Regions from separate parts of the Sus scrofa genome. Here all the other regions are linked to region 3. The links are chromatin contacts, called in public HiChIP or PLAC-seq maps. All regions are on one chromosome and are shown on one strand. Each heading gives the region's core, a stretch centred on a gene start, on an enhancer-like site or on the middle of the called end of the contact. The rest is flanking DNA. Distances are from core to core; before and after follow the strand shown.

Evidence for each region. HiChIP or PLAC-seq counts read pairs in DNA pulled down with a chosen protein or histone mark.
Region 1: a contact with region 3 is called in an H3K27ac HiChIP or PLAC-seq map of alveolar macrophages. The contact joins two enhancer-like sites. A contact is called at or near these places in 2 of 2 datasets of contacts at active chromatin or transcription factors (alveolar macrophages and skeletal muscle).
Region 2: a contact with region 3 is called in an H3K27ac HiChIP or PLAC-seq map of skeletal muscle. The contact joins the promoter of UGP2 here to the enhancer-like site in region 3. A contact is called at or near these places in 5 of 47 Hi-C or Micro-C datasets (fibroblasts, heart right ventricle, psoas muscle and 1 more) and 2 of 2 datasets of contacts at active chromatin or transcription factors (alveolar macrophages and skeletal muscle).

The regions. Positions count from the first base shown.
Region 1 is chr3:77,972,579-77,977,318 of Sscrofa11.1, reverse strand. VPS54 (vacuolar protein sorting-associated protein 54) reads right to left here. Exons shown (of 23, transcript XR_002342640.1): 23 at 1-3,290. It overlaps UGP2 (UDP-glucose pyrophosphorylase 2), which reads left to right. Exons shown (of 10, transcript NM_213980.1): 10 at 814-1,270. The coding sequence ends at 921. Among named protein-coding and RNA genes, the nearest start is that of UGP2, 56 kb to the left of the region's middle. Within about 2 kb of position 3,133, at least 3 of the 83 cell types and tissues checked have an H3K27ac peak or open chromatin away from gene starts, as enhancers often do. A contact at or near this core is called in alveolar macrophages, where this site is marked.
Region 2 is chr3:78,029,341-78,033,580 of Sscrofa11.1, reverse strand. It overlaps UGP2 (UDP-glucose pyrophosphorylase 2), which reads left to right and starts at 2,948. Exons shown (of 10, transcript NM_213980.1): 1 at 2,948-3,144. The coding sequence starts at 3,126. It overlaps LOC106507380 (proline-rich protein HaeIII subfamily 1-like), which reads right to left and starts at 2,818. Exons shown (of 2, transcript XM_013987892.1): 1 at 2,800-2,818; 2 at 1,719-2,746. The coding sequence starts at 2,818. The coding sequence ends at 1,719.
Region 3 is chr3:78,165,861-78,170,059 of Sscrofa11.1, reverse strand. No RefSeq gene overlaps it. Among named protein-coding and RNA genes, the nearest start is that of MDH1, 95 kb to the left of the region's middle. Within about 2 kb of position 2,124, at least 8 of the 83 cell types and tissues checked have an H3K27ac peak or open chromatin away from gene starts, as enhancers often do. A contact at or near this core is called in alveolar macrophages and skeletal muscle, where this site is marked.

The sequences.
Region 1 (4,740 bases), core at 1,884-4,383, 190 kb after region 3:
TTTAAAAGAATCACTGTTAAATTAGCCATTAGTTCACTAAAGATGACTATGAATGAAAGTAGAAAAAAATGACAACTTATACTGATTATATTCTAATCCTGTTAAAGTACTTTGTTGCCATGAGTATGAAGATGTTCATTCACAGTCTGTAGTGCTTGGGTACTGTGAGTATCTTTCCAGCCTAGTATAGGAAATAGGAAAACTATGGGTTATGAGTATTAAAGCTCAGAACCAAAGATACAGTAGTTTTTTCCTAATCAAGTATATCTTAAAATTCCATATCTAGATTTCATGTGCTCTTCCTATTAAAGCTATTTAATTGAAGATTTTTTAAAAACCCCAAAAAGATATATATATATATACACACATATATATACACACACAACTTTATTGCTGATACTGATCTAAACAGTTTCACTGAAGACATGAAAAATATATCATTAAACTGTTCTTTAAAAAAAAACCCAAACCCATATGTAAATATAAACCAAGCACCTTTTAGTTTATGAAGGTAGAGAATTCTGGTGGCCTCGCAAGTAGTTCTCTGAAAGAGCCAGTCATGCTGTGGCACTGGGTCCACTTCCCTCTCCTAGATTCCTTGCCTCCTTATCAGAGACAGTACCAGAACTACTACCAGCATGGTGACAGAAGGACACATTACAATTTTCCTTAATGTGTTGCTTTTCATGTTTAATATTGTTTATAAATATTTTAACTGGAGTTTCTACGTGAATGTGATAATTGTAAGAAAATCAATTGCATTTCAGCTACAGTTGCGAGTACACTTTTGCTTTTTGTTTTCCTGTCCCTTAGGGAACAGTTATCATCATTGCAAATCATGGTGACCGAATTGACATCCCACCTGGAGCAGTATTAGAAAACAAGATTGTATCCGGGAACCTTCGTATCTTGGACCACTGAAATGGAAAATACCATGTACACTTTATACTAATTATGGGCTGAATGGTTTCTTACAATTACATGTTCTCTAGGATTCTAAAATAGGCAGGTGCTTTACTCTGTTACCATACCCTGCAGTGTTAATTTCTAAAGTAGAGTTTTCTGCAGTATGCTTTTAGTCTAAGAAAAGCATAGGTGGAAGCAATACTTTTCTTTTTCAAAGAGGATCCTGAAAGTTAATTCATCTTAAAGTGCAATATTGTTTAATCTTAAAACTGGGGCAGCTCTGCTGGAAAATCTTTTAACGGAGGCCTCAATAATGATCACTTTGAACTGCTTGTGATTTCAGAAATAAAGCTGTGAAGCAATACATGTGTACACTTATACTTTTCAATGTTAACTTTATGAAATGGTGAAGAAAAATGGTTTATATACTCTTGCTAAACAGTTACGCTTAACGGTCGGAAGATTTGCTCTTGGAATACTTAAGTGCTCACTGGCCAGATACCTAACAAATCCAGTTTTTGCATTTACCTTAAATTAACTACATCATTATTTCCAAGAATTAAACTTGAAGGCATTCAATACCTTTCATCTAGTTCTAAAGCGGGGATGCCTGACATGCTTTCCACAAGACTTTATTTCCATTTATCGAAATAAAGGTGTTTCTTTTCCCAGCGGAAGGGGGAGATGGGGTGGGTGGAGGTAGGGCATTTCTTTCACATCTTTGTTCTCTAGTATAGTGGGGGGTGGGGGGTACAGCTTTATAAAAAGTTACCTTTCCTTGAAGCTTCATTTCTTGAAGCTTGCTTGTTGTCACTGAGAAATGTTCATGAATAACCTTCAACCAATGACTTGAATTGTGACTTTTCTCTAAGAATGGGTTACATTTTCCAATGCTTCCATACTTGTTTTTGAGTAAGCTGCTTGTTTAAAGTTTACTATATTCTATTAAAAAAAAGTTGTCTTTTAAAGTCTGATAATTTTTTACAGCTTTATTTTAGACAGTTTAAGAACCAATGACATACCTCTGTAATGATGAAGGAAAGAAAACAGGCTTTCCTTTCAGGAAACCAAAAAGCACAAACTAAGACTGTTTCATTGTACATAATCACCACAAGGTTAGGCACTCTGACAGGTTAGGCAAGATTCCTGGTGTGAAGTGATGCACAGGCACTTTCATTTGTAGAGTGCTGCTGATTCTAATTTTGAAGGTAGGTATTATAAAAGTCTTTAAATAACTTACTCATCACCTTATATTTCTGGCCCCAACACAGCAGCCTATATTGTAAAAGTTCTGTTCCTTCCTGGTCTTTGTTCATACACACATTGAAAGTAACTTACCAACAAGAACCCAAGGGGGCCATACTTCAGTGTTATCTCAGTGTTAAAATAAGAACTCATAAGTAGGCAGAATATATGAAAATGTATTCTTACCTCTGTTAGAAATAAAAAGGAAAAAAAAAAAAAAAAAACCCAAACACCCAACCCTTTATAGATACTTTTATAAAAATACAGCTGTTAAAACTGCAGGCTCTCATATACCATATCTGAAACATATTTAAATTAGTATAAATAAACACCAAAAATCTTACTCTTTAATTACTACTGTGATCAGCCTTTCAAGTATTTAGACTATTCTGGAAGGCTTTACGCAGTTGACATACAGCGGTGGTAGAAAGATTAAATATGGGTCACACAAAGCCTAAAACTTGACATTGGTTACTGAAACAAAAATTGATGAATTCCTAAATCCAAGCAATCAAAAGATGTTTATTTTTTATAGAAAGATCTGTAAAAAAATAATTTTCAAACAGCTTTACTTTCATAGAGAAAACTTTCTACAGAAGTTGACTAAGATTTTAATATTTTAAATTGTACCATCATTAAATAAGGTGGGACACCATATGAATTTCATTGCACTGGAAGAAATGCAAAGCATTTTTTAATATAAAGTATACAGAGCATTCTAGTCAACTACAGCTGTGTTACAGCTATGTGTTCTTTTGGATTTGGTCCAAAGAAACCTGAGTCTGTTTCCATAGAGAATGAAAAATGTTATAGATACCTGATCAGTTACTCCTCTTTGAAGGAAGCACACAAATGGCATTCCTTGTAGATCCCACTGAATCCCAGTTTCCCAACACTGATACTTTCCTTTTCCCCTTCCCCAACCCCAGTTCGCTTTGGGTTCCAGGTTCAGTTCTTGCGTCACAGGCATCCATATTTCATCATAAACATACATCCTGTGGTCAGATGAACTACCCAGTTTTCCAGTATGTCATCACCTTTTCTGTTCCCAGATCTCGGCCATGTTTAGGTCCAAATCTTTAAGGCCTTTTAAGGCTTGAAGATTTCCAGTGTAAAAAGCTACATCTGCTGTGACCAACCTAGACATCAGAGAGAAAATTATTTTTAATCTCACTTTCTTTTCAAATAAAGTAGCAATGCTCACAGGGTAAGAGTCCTATCCTAGCTTATAAGGATTATTATTTAAAATTTAGATTTCTTAGGGACCAAATGTCAACAATTTAGGATTTTTGCTATCATATAGTCAGATCATTTAAGTGCTCTCTTTCAACAACACTGAAAATGAATAAACCAGTGCAGGCTGGACCAGTTTCGTAATTAATTCTGCCCAATAAAATAGATCTATAACAGTATGAAATACAAAAGAAAAAAAACAGCTTATGCTGGTTTTTTTTTTTTTTTGATCAGTGCCACTAGAGCATACATGTATATGACTAGTGAAATCAAGGGAAAGAGGTTTCCTGAGTGCCATCCTAAGAAGTTAAATGAAGGCTGGGACTCATATATGTAAATACTACTGGATATAAAACTTGATATTGATAATATAACAATACTTGATGAAAAAAGAATTACACTTTTGAGTACTGAGCTGTCACTTTAATGCCTATGTCACACTAATGTCTGAAAGAACACTCCTGGAAAGAATGTTCAGAAAAACAGAAATATCAAAGTTCCACCACACAGAGAATAGAGATTGGCCTGGTTAAATGTATGTGTTGACAGATATGGACCAGGGAGAAACAAATAGGACATCTTGATTTAGTATTTGTAAAAGAAGAAAAGCAGCTTTGCTATTTTAATGAACACATAAGTTGTGGATTGTTGGACCACAAGGGACAAAGGTATTGTAAGCACCCTTAATATGTGTACTAGACTAATTTATTAATACCTTTGGACTTAGGTACTCAATGTTTCAGCTTTTGTCACATAGAATTTAGTAAGGACTATATATTCCTCATTTAAAACTCATCAAATTCGGGCTGCATTAAAATCCACGGATTCTAAATTATCACATTTCTTGTGATAATATATTAAGTACACTGAAACAGACATCGATGGCTCAAAAAACTACAAAATCTTTTTAAAGCAAGCTTCTCATTAAAAATTAAATGAAATTAACATAAACCTCCATTTTAAAATATCATGTTTAATAAACAACTATTTACAGTCTATATAAGAAAGTACATGGAAAATATGTTTTACATCAAAGTTGAAGAATTCTGTTTGATAAATGAGCACATTAAGATATCTGTAATATATATAAAACCAACAAAGGATTAGTTTGAAGGCATATGCAAAAATTGAAAATCAACAAGATCATACTCAGAAAAAATGGGCAAAGAATATGAACAGAAAAAGTCACAGATGAGAACACCTGAATGACAAATATATGAAAAGATAACATTAGGAAATGCAAACCAAAATAAAATACCATTGTATCCCATTAGACTGGCAACAATTAAAAAGTCTACCACAAATTGCTGGCAAAATGAAAAAAAGTAGGAATATAAACTTGGTACAGCTACTTTG
Region 2 (4,240 bases), core at 1,699-4,198, 140 kb after region 3:
AGACAATAGCCTTCTAAGCAGATTTGGAACTTCTCCATGGACATGATCTTAACCCGCTAACCCCAAGTGATCTGCCATGTGAGACTGTTTTCAGTGGTTCTGAGGGAGTAAGAGGCTTTTTTACAAAATGTTTGGGGGTTCAGAATTCAAATTTAAATTGCTGTATAAAGAAATTCCATTTTACAGGGCAGTATTTGAAATAATATTTGCAAATATAGCTTCTAGAGTGCTGCTCCTCTAAGAGCCAGCTTCTGGATGTACATTGACTTAACCACTGAAGACAGGTAGTTACTTTTTGGAGATTTTTTGAAGCAGCAAATATACAACATCCTTTGGTACTATTACTCAATACTTAATCACTCATAAATCAACATATTATTAAGTTTTACCACTCTTGCTGCAGTTAAAACTCACTTGCTCTCCCTTAATCTCTGCAGGTAGAAAATAACTGATCATCCTTATAACAAACCTTGGATAACTAAAGACTCTTCAATACTCTTCAACTTTATCATTTGCAAACCAAGCAACCCTATGGGGCTCAAATCTGTTGGCTGTATTTTACTTTGGTGTTAACACTGATGAATAAATACTGCTTATTTAGTGCTGGAACAATTTCTATATTGTATACAAAGGGTGTAGAGACTGATTAAGATCTTCAGTCTCCAAATGCTGTTATTAAAATGTATACACGAGGATTTTAGACACTTTTTTGGTTTTATTTGGGGAAATTAGTTTTATAGCTGAGAGATGGTGTGTGATGTTTTGGGATTTCACATAATATAGTGCCAAGGGTTATTCTCCAGTACCACCCAAATGAATCACTGGGCTTGCCTGTATTAGTTTAGTAACACTTCCATACAAATATGCAACACCAGAAAAATCAAGTGTTTAGAGAATGGGTCATTCAAAAATTCTCACTTTACCTTGGTTGATTAATGTTGTCCAATGCCTCAAACTCTTCAAGATGGACTTGGTTTACGGGAGGCAACTAAAGAGAGCACTGACAATTCATTTATCCTGTTGCAGGCGGGTTGAGTCATAAATTGTAAAGTCTGAGATACACCCAGTGACAGGCGCAATGAGTCTTACAGGTAGGGAGTTGGCAATACAAGCTGTGATTTAGCGGGCGCTGGGCTGGCCCTCTTGCCGTCCCCAAGTCACTGCAAACATTCTTTTGCTGTTCTCTTTCCTTGAGGACTTCAAGAATCTATTAAAAGGTGAGCATCTCTTGAGAGTTAAACCATTTCTACTTTGATTAGAAAAGTTAACGCCTGTTACAGTGGAAATCTCTACAGGAATAGGAACTCGGGTGGTGGTTCTGGGGTGAGAGCCTTCACTTGGCATTTTCTTTAATGCGCTACAAGCCTCTTCCTGTTTGTGGATCCCACACATCCCACTGCTTTCTTCTTAACGCATCTTCACCCTCCCAAGACCAGGTGTGTGAATAGTTTGTGTCTACAGAAAAGGGCCTGGGCTCTCTCAAGTTGTTGAGTAGTTGCAGTGGGGTGCTCTGGCTTCAGCCACAGGATAGGCATCTTCAATCTCTGGTAAGCCGAAACATTTTTAAGCACTGTAAAAATAACCACTGGTGCTTCAGGTTCTCTCCCTTGCTGAAGTATCCATGGAAAGCTGGAGTTTTAGTGGTGGAACACCCCTTTCCCAGTCGTGGGAGGTGGGGCTCTCACACACGGGATCCGTCGCCGGGATCATCGCCCACTTCAGCTGGGTTCCCTCAGGCCGCAGACGTCCCGCCCCCTGCCACCTCCGTACATTTCATTGGCCAGGGCCTGAATCCGCCTCGGCTCCTGACTGGTGGCTGCTCCTATCTGTCTGCGCGGCGGGGACATTTCCGCATTGAGGGGGGCTGCTCCGAATGGAGGGGGAGGGGAAGTGTTTAGGAGAAAGGGGGGGCTTTGGGTGTTGCGAGACCGCAGCCAGGTGGACAGAGGGGGTTCAGTAGCTGGGCTGCGACCACTGGCGAGAGGCTGGAGGTGTGCATGTGTGAAAGGAGAAGGGGAGAGAGAAGGGTGCCGCAGAGGTGATAGTCTCTCAGTCTGCGAACCTTCTTCCGGGGGCGCCATAAACGCCCCCAAGTTCTCAGCTGCTAAAGGAGGAGGTGGAAGGTGGGTCTCCGAGGCGGTTTGGGGAGGGGCCGGGGCGGACTTCCCACCACCCCTTGGGCGGGTGCGTTCCTCCTCTCTAAGGCGTTTAGAGCCCCTCTGCCTGACCCACAGTTTGGCCCCAGAGGCCGAATTTGGGTTCGGCCAGGAGGGACTAGAATGTGCAGTAGTCCGGGCGGGCCCTCCCGGGCTCCTGTACCTCGGACTCGGGGCGGCGCACGGGTTCTCCCCTCCCGGGTGGCCCCCTAGTGTCCTCTGAGGGGGAGGGGCCCTGGAGCCTTCGGCCCCTCCCGGGAAAAAGCCGCCGCAGTGTTGCCGCCACTCGCAGCCGGGAGGGGGGCGCCGGGAGGCCCTTGCACGCCCGCGCACGGAATTTTTAGCACCTCCTAGTCCCGGGATATTTATGGGCTGGTAGAAATGGTTCCATGGACCCTCTTTGCGCCTCTTTGCCCCCTCTCCCTCCTCCCGACCCCTGTTTGGGCGGGGACTGCAGTTGGCCGGAGTTTTCCGGGGAATGGGCCGGAGCCTGTACGGCAGCGAGGGGAGGGGGAACCGGGGGCGCGGCCCGCCTTTGCCTGCTGCTGTCCGGCCCCGGAGGGCGTGGGGACCCGGGGGCGGTGAAGTAGCTGCTCTAGATCCGCCTCTTTCATTGATGAAATTTAAGTTCTTGTGATTTTACCTTTTCCGGGAGTCTCCATCTGGCCCTCATTTGTGTTGGGGTGCAGTGTGGGCTGGAGTTCCAAGCAGACTCAGTCGCACCAAGTTTCTGTCTTTTGGAAGTGGGGAAGGTTCTCCTGGGTGGTTTTTTTTTTTTTTTTTTTTTTTGAGGTAGTTTTAGTCGCTTTTAAGAAATACTCCCATAAGTGGCTAAGCATTGGAAGAGGAGAAAGAACTCGTCGGTCGGTTGTTAAAGCAGAGGTGGAAGAGAGACCCGCTCTATAGCGTGACTCCTCTAGAAATTTAAATATATATACAAAAGCCAGAGTATTTTAATAAATCCCTAAAATGTCGAGATTTGTACAAGGTAAGACACGCTTCTTATCTCCCGGGTTACTTTAGTAGTACTGAATTTGGGTACTGACAGTCGAGAGGTTGGTGGGTGGTTTCAAAGTGGAAATGTTCATTTGAGATACTGTTTGCAAAACCCTTTTCGTTAAACTGACATTTGAGCTGTCTTGAGTGCTGGCTGGGTTGGTGTTTCAGATACGTATAATTTATACCCTGGTACTCTGCTGCGTTTAGTTCTGCCTCCCTGGAATCAGGTTAGTAGCACTCTGGCTCCCCAGGATAGTGGCTGAAAATGAGAAAACAGGATTTTGGCTGCTGATTAATCCCTGTTCTCTTTTCTTGGTCGAAGTCAAGGTAACTCTGTGGGTGCAGATGGGAAGAAGAACTGGAGGGCTGGGGAGAGGCAAGTGGGTTTTTGCCAGGACTGTTGGGGAAGCTTTAGTGTTCTCAGCTTCTCCATTGGTGTGTACGTGGTTTGAGTCTCAGATTCATTTATTGCGAAACCGGGAGTAGCTCCTAGAAGCTGGAGGTCATTTCAGTAGGAGAAATGACTTTGCTGCATTGCTGTGTTTATTTATTTTTTCCTTCTTTGAAATCTGGAGGATTATTAAGGTTTCTTTGAAATTTGAAAATTGCCCTCTAAATTCTGTGTGTTTTTAAAAAAGGGTTAGGGAATGCCACTCAACTGAGTTGAGCTTTAACATTGTGTATACGTCTGTGAATGTGAACACATTGAAGTTGGTGCTACCTTAAACCTCTGTCACTAATTTGTAGCATAGGACTTGCCTTGTGGTATGCAAGTAAACCCTTCTCTTTCCGACCCCAGAGTGTGAAAGCTTCAGCCATCTTGCTGAACACACAGCTAGTAAAGTTCACAACCACTTTTTGAGACTGTCAGTAAATGTAGATGTACCTTAAAAAATTGTGCCAGTAATGGTTATCATTTGACCCTGGGCATGAAAATACCCTAGTAGGTTTTAAAGTACTTTATTAACTCTTTTTTCAGTTTTGTATATAATAAAGAGAATTTGACTTGCCTGCATTATTATGAAAGCATTTGAGACACTCATGTCTGCTTTTAGCACTAAGCTCAGAAATGTCAGTTGTCATTA
Region 3 (4,199 bases), core at 875-3,374:
TTTTGCTAGATACCTTCTTGGGCCTTGTCAAATCTAATTTTTATCCTTCTCTGCCTTGCTCTGGACCTGGGAGGCTGATGAACATGGATGGCATCAACATACTCCCTTGCCCTCAGGCCGTGGTTGGGGTTGGCAAGTGGGGTGGTGATGAAAGGCACTGTAGCAGGAGATTGAAAGATGGAGGGCTCTACCAGGGGGCGCAGGTTTGGGTGAATCTTCCACTGAAGGCAACCACTCTTGTTGGACAGCTCTCTCCATATTCTTTCTTGGTTCTGGGAAATCCTCCCTTTCCCACTCTAGAATTATGGGCAGTATCAGCTCCCCATTGTTACTAACCCCAGAAACTGTCTTACCCTTGCTGATTTCTGTAAACTCTGCCCATATCTTGTAAATAGTACCTTTACTAACTTCCCTCAGTTTCCTACATGGAGTATGCCATCCAGGGCCAGACCCATCCTCTCCCCTGCCTGACACATTATTGTACCCAGAGATGCCTGCATCTAAGAAATAGTAAGAGTAGAACATACAAATGTAAAAAAGGTGATGATAGATCAAAGAGACTAACACTGAGTTTGGGAAACTGGCCAATATTATGTCATTTTGAGACTGCATTATTGGAGCCAGGGGACTTCTGCTGGGCTTAGTGGTTGGAGGGACACAGGCTTTTTCTTTTAGAGAATGGGTGTTTAAACCATTAGTCATCTTGAAAAGTGGATAATTCCTATGTAAGAAGTAAACTGAAACTATGGACTGTGGAGAGAAGGGCTTCCATGTCTCTTTAGGCCTTATATCTGAATCCAAACCTCACCAAAAATCAAGCTCTATTTCAGAGCTTTATATATAAGGGAGTACAATAAAGTTTCAGATATTGTTGAGAGCACTTTGAGAGACGTGAATTTCCAGCAAACAGCTGGTAGGGGAGAATGCTGTCATAATTTTGGTGTAAAATGAAAGGATATTTTCCACTGGAGTCATAGGGAAGCTGGGAAGACATGGGTTATGGAAATAGCTTCTAAAGGGTCAGGTAAACCCTATCTCTAGTGGACTGATAGTAGTTTTCTGATGGAAGCTGAAAAACATCCCCAAGGATTGATAAGGAACAAACCAAGCTTCCCTTTCAAAAACTCCCTTTGAACTGATTTTGGGGTTAGCATGCAGGGTTAGGTAGGTATGGCAACATTTATAGACTTTGTTTTCATTGAGGTTCTGCAATTCATTTACCCAGTAATGACAGGAATAGTTCTTGGAGCTTTCACAAGGTTGATGTGATGCCTGATTCCTATTTTGGTTTAATGGAACTTAGAATCTCATTAAGGGCCAAACCAACTCTCATTAGTCATATGAGCCTTGCACGTTTACTAAGAACTTGCCCTCTGCTCTGGCAAGAAAGAAGGGCCCTGTGTGCCAGCTGAAAGGACATCACCTGACAATCTCTAATATAATGTGAAACCTGGATTCAGTTTAATGTAAGCAGTGTGCCCAGGCATCATCTAAAAATATTGCTGTGAGTTATTAACTTGGATCAGATGCATTTCTCAAGAATTTTTTTAAAAAAATATCAACAGTAGCTTCATATATTAAGAGTTTTGTAACAGCTGAAGGAGATAAATTCCTAAGAAATGAATACCAACTCTCAAACAAAGAATAATTTCTCCTGTCCTTGGAAAATGTTCATCAAACTTTAGGGGTCCAGCTAGCCTAGATTTCAAGAGAGATCTAGACTTAATGTTTTGACGTAAACTTTCTATGAATTCAATCCTCCTGAATATAGTCTGAAATGTCAGGGTCTTTCCTATCTGCTGCCACCAATTGTGTATGACTGGGTTCCACCTCAGGGACATTTTGTTTCTCCATAGGCATAAACATTCCTCTATTTCCCAACATTTGTGAGCCCTCCTCAAGAAGTCTTTTTCCATGTGATGGACAGAGACCCCACAGAGTCTGATTCCCTAATCTGTTCCTATGACATCTGACCAAAAAGTGCATCTGTAGAGCTACCTTGCCTCCCTGTCCTCTTTTGACCTTTCTGCTTAAACTTGGAGTAATCTTCAAGAGCATGTGACTCAGGCAGCATAGCATCAGGGGTCACAGCTGAACTATTATAGACACAGTGGATCAGCAGCCAAGAGGTTCCTCTGACCCAGGCTACCCAGCGTCCTTAGGTTTCATTTTCTGGTGATCATGCCACTCAGACTGTAATAGCTCTGTAATTCTGAGGAGTAATTCTGAATTGCCACATTGCAAGGTCCTTGATAGATGAGCTCATTTTCTGGGTGTATTATTTGGGCATATTCTCTCAACTATACTAACTTTGGAAAAACCTCCAAGAAAGAGGAGGGTTTTGTTTCTAATTTATTCCATCTTAACTCTATTATGGTTATAATTCCATTGCACATCATGACCAACCCAGCTTGATCAAACATGTGGTTACAGGGATGGTGAATTATTTCCTACATGAAGAGGTCAGACATCCTGATGTCACTTGTTATTGGCCCTGCAGGACGGATGTGGGCTGTCTACCACTCAGTGCCCCACTACATCTTCAAGATCAATGTCACAAAAGGGGATGTCAATGGAGACATTCAGAAAACTGTAGATAGACTGGACTCTCAAAAGTCCATGCTTATTTCTACAATAGGCCAATTTGATTTGTCTCTGTACTAATTAGCCACAGCAGAGTAACAGTTTTAGGGAAAATAGGCAGATGTCTTCCCATGTGATAATTAAATGGTAATTAATTTGCCAGTCAAACATTCAAAGTAGCACAGGGAACTCTACTCAATGTTCTGTAATAACTTATACGGGGAAAGAATCTGAAAAATAATGAATACATGTATATGTATAACTGAGTCATTTGCTGTACACCTGAAACTAACACAGCACTGGAAAGCAACTTGTTACTCCAATAAAAAAGAAAGAATTATTTAAAAAAACTCACAGAATATGGATCCTTATGCTGATAGGAAGAAAGGGGCATAAACCTGACTTCTGGCAACTTCAGACTATTCTTCAGGTTTTTCTTAGAACAGATCTTATCAGAATTGGCTTCTTCCTTTAAAGCAATTCTCTTGAGTTTGAGGTTAATTATAGTACAATGGCCAAAGAGCAACAGATCTGCACGGATGGAATCATCTCAAGGAATTCATGTGGCAAAAACTTAGCTGGAGTTTGGGGCTGATTTGAGATTTCTTTCCCTGGTATTTTACGGAGACTGTGCTAATTGTTGTTTTGATTCCATCTGTCCAGGATCAGAGGTCAGTTGGCTAAAACCTTTGCTGCCAATGACTCTACGTGTTTTGATTCTTCAGAGAATTCTTTTCAGAGGCTCAGAGGGCTGTGTTCCTCCTGCTAAGACATGTTTGTTTCATTAATGCTGTGGGTTTTCCCTTTCAGAAGCAAATGTAGGAAAATAGTTTGACAATTTCTTAAAAGATTAAACACAGAATTACTGTATGACCCAGCAGTTCCATCCCCAGGTATATAACCAAAAGAATTGAAAACAAGTACTCAAATACTTGTATATGAATGTTCACAGCAGTAATATTCACAATAATCAAAAGGTGGAAACAACCCAGCAACAGATGAATGGATAAACCAATTATAGTATATACATACAATAGAATATTATTCAGTCATAAAAAGGAATGAAATACTGAAAGAGGTACAATGTGGATGAACCTTGAAAACACTGTTAAGTGAAAGAAGCCAGATATGAAAAGTAACATATTATATGAGTCCATTTACATGGAATTCCAGAATAGGTAAATTTATAGGACAAAAAACAGACAGATGGTTACTAGAAACCGGAGGTGGTTAGATGTTGGATTTTTTAATAGGGCAATAAAAATACTTTGGCACTGTATATAGATAGTAGTTGCACAATATTGGGGATGCACTAAATGCCACAGGATTGTTCACTTTAAAATGTCTAAGTTTATGTTATGTGAATTTCACCTTAAATAATTTTATTTATTTTTTTATATAATTTTTTTTATTTTCCCACTGTACAGCAAAGGGGTCAGGTTATCCTTACATGTATACATTACAATTACATTTTTTCCCCACCCTTTGTTCTGTTGCAACATGAGTATCTAGACAAAGTTCTCAATGCTATTCAGCAGGATTTAAATAATTTTAAAATAAATGTAAAACAGCACTTCATTCAATGATCTGCTTTAAGTACTGTTCAACACAGAATA